Regions from separate parts of the Cricetulus griseus genome. Here region 1 is linked to region 2. The links are chromatin contacts, called in public Hi-C maps. All regions are on one chromosome and are shown on one strand. Each heading gives the region's core, a stretch centred on a gene start, on an enhancer-like site or on the middle of the called end of the contact. The rest is flanking DNA. Distances are from core to core; before and after follow the strand shown.

The links. Hi-C and Micro-C count contacts between places; a contact is called where the count stands out from the background.
Region 1: a Hi-C map of fibroblasts shows a contact between it and region 2, with 4 times the contacts expected there. The contact joins the promoter of Ift27 here to the promoter of Eif3d in region 2. A contact is called at or near these places in 3 of 8 Hi-C or Micro-C datasets (the CHL-YN cell line, the CHO-K1 cell line and fibroblasts).

What each region holds. Positions count from the first base shown.
Region 1 is chr2:375,283,604-375,287,136 of CriGri-PICRH-1.0, forward strand. Ift27 (intraflagellar transport protein 27 homolog) reads right to left here and starts at 1,307. Exons shown (of 8, transcript XM_035440745.1): 1 at 1,072-1,307; 2 at 985-1,034. The coding sequence starts at 1,018.
Region 2 is chr2:375,068,580-375,072,302 of CriGri-PICRH-1.0, forward strand. It overlaps Eif3d (eukaryotic translation initiation factor 3 subunit D), which reads right to left and starts at 1,715. Exons shown (of 15, transcript XM_027403921.2): 1 at 1,561-1,715; 2 at 44-176. The coding sequence starts at 166.

The sequences.
Region 1 (3,533 bases), core at 57-2,556, 210 kb after region 2:
AGAAATTATCTAGATTAGGTCACCTCCAAAGGTGGGTGGCACCTTTTTATGCGCTGGATCCCCTGACTGGATAAAAAGGAGACAGTGAGCTGAGCAGCAGTGCTCATGGCTCCACTTCCTGACTGTGAATGCAATGTGACCAACCAGCAGCTGGCTCTTGCCACTGTGCCTTTCCCACCATGACCGACTGTCCCCTGGAACTGTAAATCACAATAAGCCCTTCCTCTTAAGTTGCTTCCTGTCAAGTATGTTGTCATAACAACAAAAAAGTGGCTAACACTTCATGTAAGAATCCTGTGTATGACCTTCCCTAGGGGTTCACCCTATGCAACACCACTAGATGCCCCAGTCATATCAGGACCACATGAAACCTACCCTGCTGTGCTGTACTGTGGCAAAGGGGTTAAATGAAATACAGCATGTAGTGTCTATGCAGTTACTGTTAACCAGTCTATCTACAAGCTAAGCAAATGGTCTTCTCAATGTTCCGACTGGCTCTACGAAAGTCCACAGGTGTGAGCACCACGACTCACTCACTCTGCATGTATCTATTTAATACTCATCCATGCTCTGGGCATTGTACAGGCTATTTCCAGGTCAGTCAACAATAATGAGATTCTTACTTCCGGGGAAACTCCAAGTCCAGGCTCTCAGCTGGGCAGCACAGTAACCCACCCCACCCATATCAGAGGATGGTGGGGCCAGCGTCACTGATGCCTAACTTTGGGGTGCCGTCCATGTTTGTACTGTAAGTCTACCTGGTGAAGATGGTCTCAAAATATGGGAGGGAGACGAGGAACACAACTGTAGTTACAAATGTGTCCGAGGGGAGAGGGAATAATTTTCCCCGCTTACTGGAATCTACTCTGTTGGTCACTATTCCTATGGAAGAAAGACAGTGGACGCAATCGCGAACCAAAACTGCGTGAGTTAGGATGGTTCAGGCTCCGAAGACCACGCGTTCAAGAGCATTTTATCACTCACCTGCCAGGATGCATTTGGCTGCTAGCTTCACCATGGTAACCAGCCTCTAGCAGGGATTGGGGAGGAGGGTGGCTGAAAGAGGGTTAGAATTTGGGGACAGCTGATCCCAGGGCCTGTGGCCTCGAAGGATGGATGGAGGCCCGGGAGCTAGGGTTGGGTGGACATTGGGCTTCAAGGCCCCAGGCAGCCGGCAGAGTTGCCGGCGGAATGGAGCGGAGCGGAGCGGAGCGGAGCGGAACTGATCCCTGCCGAGCCTTCCGGTTCAGGCCCCTTCTGTAGCGTTGGGACACAAACCACTAGTCCCACTGGTCCCAAGAGTCGCGCCAAACCGGCTCCTGGCAACCATCACCAACCCGCCTCCTCCCTCCATGTTGTCCTACGATTGGTTGCTACCAAACGCTCGGAGGCTCCAGAGACCCAATAGAAGGAGGAGGCGGGGAAAACCGTCTCCTTCGCCCGACGATGCGGAGGGGTTTCTGCCTTTAACTGCTCTCGGCTTGGCCAATGGCTTCAGACGATGTCAATCACCGCTGTGCACCTCCAGTGTCTTTGGAGAATCAGCCCAATCAGGATGCAGCTGGAGGCGGGGCTTAGTGAGGCTTTCTGATTGGCTAGAGTGTGGTTTGAACACTCGCGAAGTGCACACCCGTACCACATGGGGCGGGGCGACGCCTCTAGAGCGGCGCCTGCGCAGTAGAAAAAGTCGCAGTCTCGAGATCCCAGTGCTGATGGCTGCGTCTTCAGACCCCAGGCTCAATGGAGCACCAGCAGATCTAGCCCCTGCCTCATGTCCAGAAGCAAAATGCCGTCTTTAAAGCCAAAGCGTGTTATGCGCCTTAAAAGCTGAAATAGCGGGGAGGGAAAGATGCGGAAAGTTGAGGAAGACGTTACTGTGTAGATGCCGGAAGGCCCGGTATGATTTGAACAGTGGGAGACTGCGGACAACATCCTTGCGTTTCACCTTCCAGGAGCGGGATGGAAAGGAGTAATGTTTACAAAGTCACCTTTGTCCTGATGGAAACTCATACTCTGTATACATATGTAAATAGTACAGATTTGTTATAATGTACCAGTTAAAACATGAAATCTAAATTAGACGCAATTTGAAAGTGATACCTGAGTGGATGGGAGGCCATGGTAACATGGTTGAGTGGATTTGTGCTTCGCTTTCACTCGGCTTCTTCTGTTGTGGATAAAAGGATGTCATCTCCAAGTTGTCCCTCATGAGGTGAGGGTGGGTAAATGCCATCTTTTCTAGGAGCCTCTCTTGCTTTGTCACCAAGTGATGGGATATGGCTGGGCAAGTCACCACACCTCCTGAGCTCTGAAAAAGGTAGAAACTATCTATCTCATGGGAGAAAGGAAAAGAGACAAGTTGTCCATGTATTGGGGTTTGTTGCTGTGACAAAACAGAGAAACAATTTAAAACAGGAAAGGTTTAGTCTGGTCATTTGGTTGAACATCGTAATAATGGTAGCATTTAAGCATATAGCCACCTTCTATTAGGAGAGGGGAGGAAGAGCTCCAACCACACACTCTTGCAACTGGATTCCATTTCTCACATGAGTTAACCATCAATCCACCGATGAAGTCAGAGCTCCAGTGATCACTTTACTCCAGTTACTTCCCCTAAAGGCTTTAGTTCTTATAACTCCGGCACTGGGACCCAGGCTTTCAACACACAAGTCTTTGGGGTGGAGTGGGTGTGTATCCACCACCATAGCTCAGCATTGCTGCTGCAGGTTGGCCAGAGCTCTCCACCCCATCTTTCTCACTTTTACTGAACCCCAGGATGATGGCTAACACTCAGAGAGGGAATACCTGTCTCTCTGAAAAGGTGCCTGTGTCATGAGGAGCTTCTGGAACTATCACTGCCTAAGCGTTACCCAGGCTTCCATAAGAAACCCTATAAACTAGTTGGTTTTTTGTGATGTGGGTTGGGGTTGTTTCCTGGTCTCTCTGTCCTATCTAGGTGGAAAGGCATGTCTCTTGGAAAAGTCATGTGGCATCTTCTTTAAGGAATCCATCCAATAGATACTTAGAGAGTGCTTACTAAGCACAGAGTAGGGAGTGGGGCTTGAGCCACTTAGCCCAGCTGGGAGACAGGCAACAGAGAAGATGATCCATTGACACTTGGCGACTGTTAGGTAAGGATGAATTTGGAACAGGACCAACAGGTACCCACCCCCAAATGCTATGACCCATGTGACCCCAGAGCAATTTCCATGTACACTTCTGTCTGAGCACCCACCCTTAGGCAGTGCCAGGGTTGCTTTATTTTTCTGGGCATTGTATTCTTCTTCCAACTCCTCAAGCATTCCCACCTCAGGGACCTTTGTGCTTAAAGGTTCCTAGAATGGCTGCAGGACGCTGTCCCTCATGACCTTCAGATCACTGTCCCAGTGGCATGCCCCTAGGGGTCTATTTCTAGGCATTCACTTGAAATACTCTCCTTTCATCTGTCAGTCTGTCTCCTTCCTTACTGTATTGTCTTCCTGGCACTGGCCACTGGTGGCAAGGATGTGCCATGGTGCTTTGTAGAATTCTAT
Region 2 (3,723 bases), core at 465-2,964:
GAGGAGCTGTGGAGTAGCTACCCCAGCTGAAGGGACCCAATACCTTCCCCAGCCGATCTCCTTTGCTGAAAGGCTGGTAGGGCATATCCCGAAACTGTTCAGGAACTGCACAGGGGCCCCAGCCGGAAGGGTTGTCCTGGATCACAGGAGTCATGAACTTCGCCATTGTCTAAAACCTTAAAACACAAGCATTGTGAACAGCTTTATAAGGAAAGGCCACTAAGTCCCAAACACTCCGTGATCCACTGAAGCTGCACCACAGAGGCACACACAAAGCGCAGAGCCCTGGGCTCTGGAGCAGCAGGGACAGCTTTCTTGTAAACCACTCTAAGAACACTTAAAACTCAGAACATTGTCGACACCAGCCACATTTTCTTGTGTCTCATTAATTCTAGGACTTGCTCTTTTTTGGTGACTATCTTTGAAATGAGGCCATGCCTTATGCTTGATGGCTGTCACATCTTGTCTTTTCTTTCTTAGAATAACATAAGACAGAGCTACCTCAGATTCATGAAGTATGATAAAAGTGAGATGAGTTCCCTCAAAAACACTCTCACCTGGGCACCCAATACCCAACGTCTCTAAGCCTAGACTAAGTCTTACCTTCTGACAATGTCCAGAGAGTTTAGTAATCTCTCCTCCTTGCTCCACCATAGGAAAGCTTAAGATATTTAGGTGACAGCAACAAGGAATAAACTTGGGACCTGCATCCCCAAATAAGAACTTATGCTAAGCTGTATGTAGGAAGAGAACATGGGGGAGCGTGTGGCCTTTGAACAGCTCACATGAAATAAGAGCCCCCAGCAAAGTATTGGAACTGTGCTGGATAGATAGGCACCACTGCTTCCTCAAACCATCATCTCTGAGAAAGTTGGCTCTCATAACTTAAGCAGTCCATCTGCCCATCATCTCAAAGGCAGTTTCCAAGGCTGTCTGCCTAAGCCTGGCCTTCTTTGGCTACATTGCAGTTAGGGACAGCCTGACGACCTGGGCCTTTAAGACATACTCACAATACCACCTCAAAAGCAACTGTAATTTTAGTTGTCACAAGTTCAAGATAGTCCAAGACTTGACATGCATCATCTCCCCGGATGGGCAGGGGTTTGGAGTCCTTTGGCTTCCGCACATGAGAACCAGAAGGTCACTGATAGGGGAAAACTAAAACGATGCGACAGCTGTACTAACCACAATACGGTGCGGATCACTGTGGACACTACAGACAAGAGCCACGAAGTCCTGGGCTCGGTTTCACACCAGGGTGGAGCACACTCCTCTCAGTCGCCCACTTCGGAGCAGAGACGGAAACTGTTCGAAGCCCCCGGAGGAGGACACTTCGTCCCCACGGCTCTGGGCTTAGCATCGGGTGAGGGATCCACACCGTGTGGGGTGTCCTGCACTAACAGGGTCGCGCCTGGGACCACCCAAGGCAGATTCCCGCCCCGCCCTGGGGCGACGACAGGAGAGGACGTAAAGGAAGGCTCTTCCGGGAGGCCCCCGAAGCCAGGCCTAGCCCAGGGTGGCTCGCGAGGTCCACAGGTCTCTGCAAAGCAAGCCGCTCACCTGCAGTGGGCTCCGCAGGCCCGGATGGCGAGAGATGGCACGGGTCAGAGACTGCGATATTCTCGATTCTCCGAGGAACCAAGACAGCAGGAAAGTTGCGCGCGCAAGAGCCGGCGCCGTAAACCGCGACCGGCGCTGTCGTAAACGGCGCTACCACTTCCTTTTTAGTCAGCGGAAAAACGTCGGGCCGTAAAGCGAAGACACAACCGGAAGTTTGTCACGGCCACTGGCTTAGTCCTCATTATTCTCTGAGGTGAGAGACAGGAGTGGGGCTGGTTACGTCAGCGGCATCCGCGGACGCCTCGAGCGATTCAGAACTGAAACGTGGCGGCGCGCGGTGCGAGGGAAGCTGGGGCGGGGAGCAGGAGTCGGCCCCGCGGTGTCCCACAATGCTTCGCGGCTGCCTCGGCCCCTTTGCCTCCCACAATGCCCCGCGGCTCTTGCTGGCTCCTGTCTGGCTTTGGTCGGGTTGAACCGCCCTCCGCTGGAGGTGTCCTCGCTCGTTCCCTGTGCCGGTTGTCTGCAGGGTGAGGGGTGGCGAGAGACCGTGGTCCGGGCTGCTAGAACTTCGCGATGGCCGCCAGGGCTCAAACCCTTGTTCCACAGATCTTAAGCCTCATTTTTCAACGGAGATTTCTGTTTGCTCATTGAAAGTAAGACAAAATAGGCCCGGCGGTGGTGGCGCACGCCTGTAATCGCAGCACACACGAGGCAGAGGCCAGCCTGGTCTACAGAGCGAGTTCCAGGACAGTCAGGGCTACACAGAGAAACCCTGCCTCAAAAAACCAAAATAAATAAATAAATAAATAAATAAATAAATAAATATTCTTTCGTTTCATGACTAGCCTATTTTAATTTCAGACACATCTTGAGTTCCATCTCCCGTCATAGCTTGGATCTATTCATACTCCTGGTGGGTTGCTCCTCAGCGTGGTCAAACGTCTTCCCACACAATTAGCACCTCCCTAGGGAAGCATAACATAAAGTAGACTAGCTTTCTGTGGCCTGACATCCCTGGCTGCCTTCTCGCTTCGATGCCTATTATTCTGTACAACCTCTGCTCTGGTCACCGTGGCCTGCTCTCATTTCCCTCTCAGCAGGTCCTACACTTGCTGTTCTTTCTGCCCTGAAGGTTGGGCCTACCACACCATATGCCTTTAAGAGTTGGCTCCTAGCCAGAAATGGCAGTGCATCCTGGGATCCCTCTAGTCTGAAATTGAGGCAGGAGGATGGATCATAATGCCAGACAGGAGCTGGTGAAGTTGGAGAAGGTTCTGAGAAAAAGGCACTGTCTTTGAAAACTGAGCCATCTTACACCAAAATGTTTAAAAAATTTTTGAAATAGGGTCTCACTAAATTGCCCAGGCTAACCTTGAACTCCCCGCACCTGAGAACCTGAGGCACAAGGATTGTTGCAAACCTGAAGCTAGCCTAGGCTCCATAGCAAGACCCCAAATCAATATAAAATTGAGATGTGTCATAAAATATAAGGAGACATGTATCTTTGCTGAACTTCCATCATATCGCTCCTGTTTTTGTGTTTTTTTTTTTTTTTTTTTTTTTTCTTTCCCTTTTTGCTGTGGATCCCAGAGGCCATCTGCTGCAGATTCTACTGTGTCAGAGTTTAATCATCTTTCCCCTGTTCAGGCCCAGATGTTCTGCTCTGTCCAGATGGAGGAGGATGTGGAAGTTCCTTCCTCATTCTCAGCTCAGCATGTGACTTCTCTCACAGTGCTCCAGACTCTGAGTCTGCTGTTTTGTGTCACTCTTGTGCAGTGGCATTGTCGTAGAGTGTGCCCAAGAAGTGTTTTGTGAACCTAAGACCTTTAGGACCTGCTTTTAGAGATAAAACAACAAAAAAGATTGCCCTAAGCACCTCACATTCTTCCCTGGGGGTGTGGTTCAGTTGGTAGAGAGCTTGCTTAGCATGCACAAGGCCCTGGGTTCAATCCCCAGCACTGTGTTAACCAGGTATGTAGGCATGTACCTGTAATCTCAGCACCTGGGGAAGCAGAGACAGGAGGATCAGATGATCAAGAACTCCAGAAACAAAACAAAAAGTCACTTTCAGCCTGAAGTTCAAGGCCAGTTTGGACTATATAAGACCTGTTCTCAAAACAAAGTACATTCTTTTTTGCTTGTTTTTTTTTTTTTTTTTCTTTT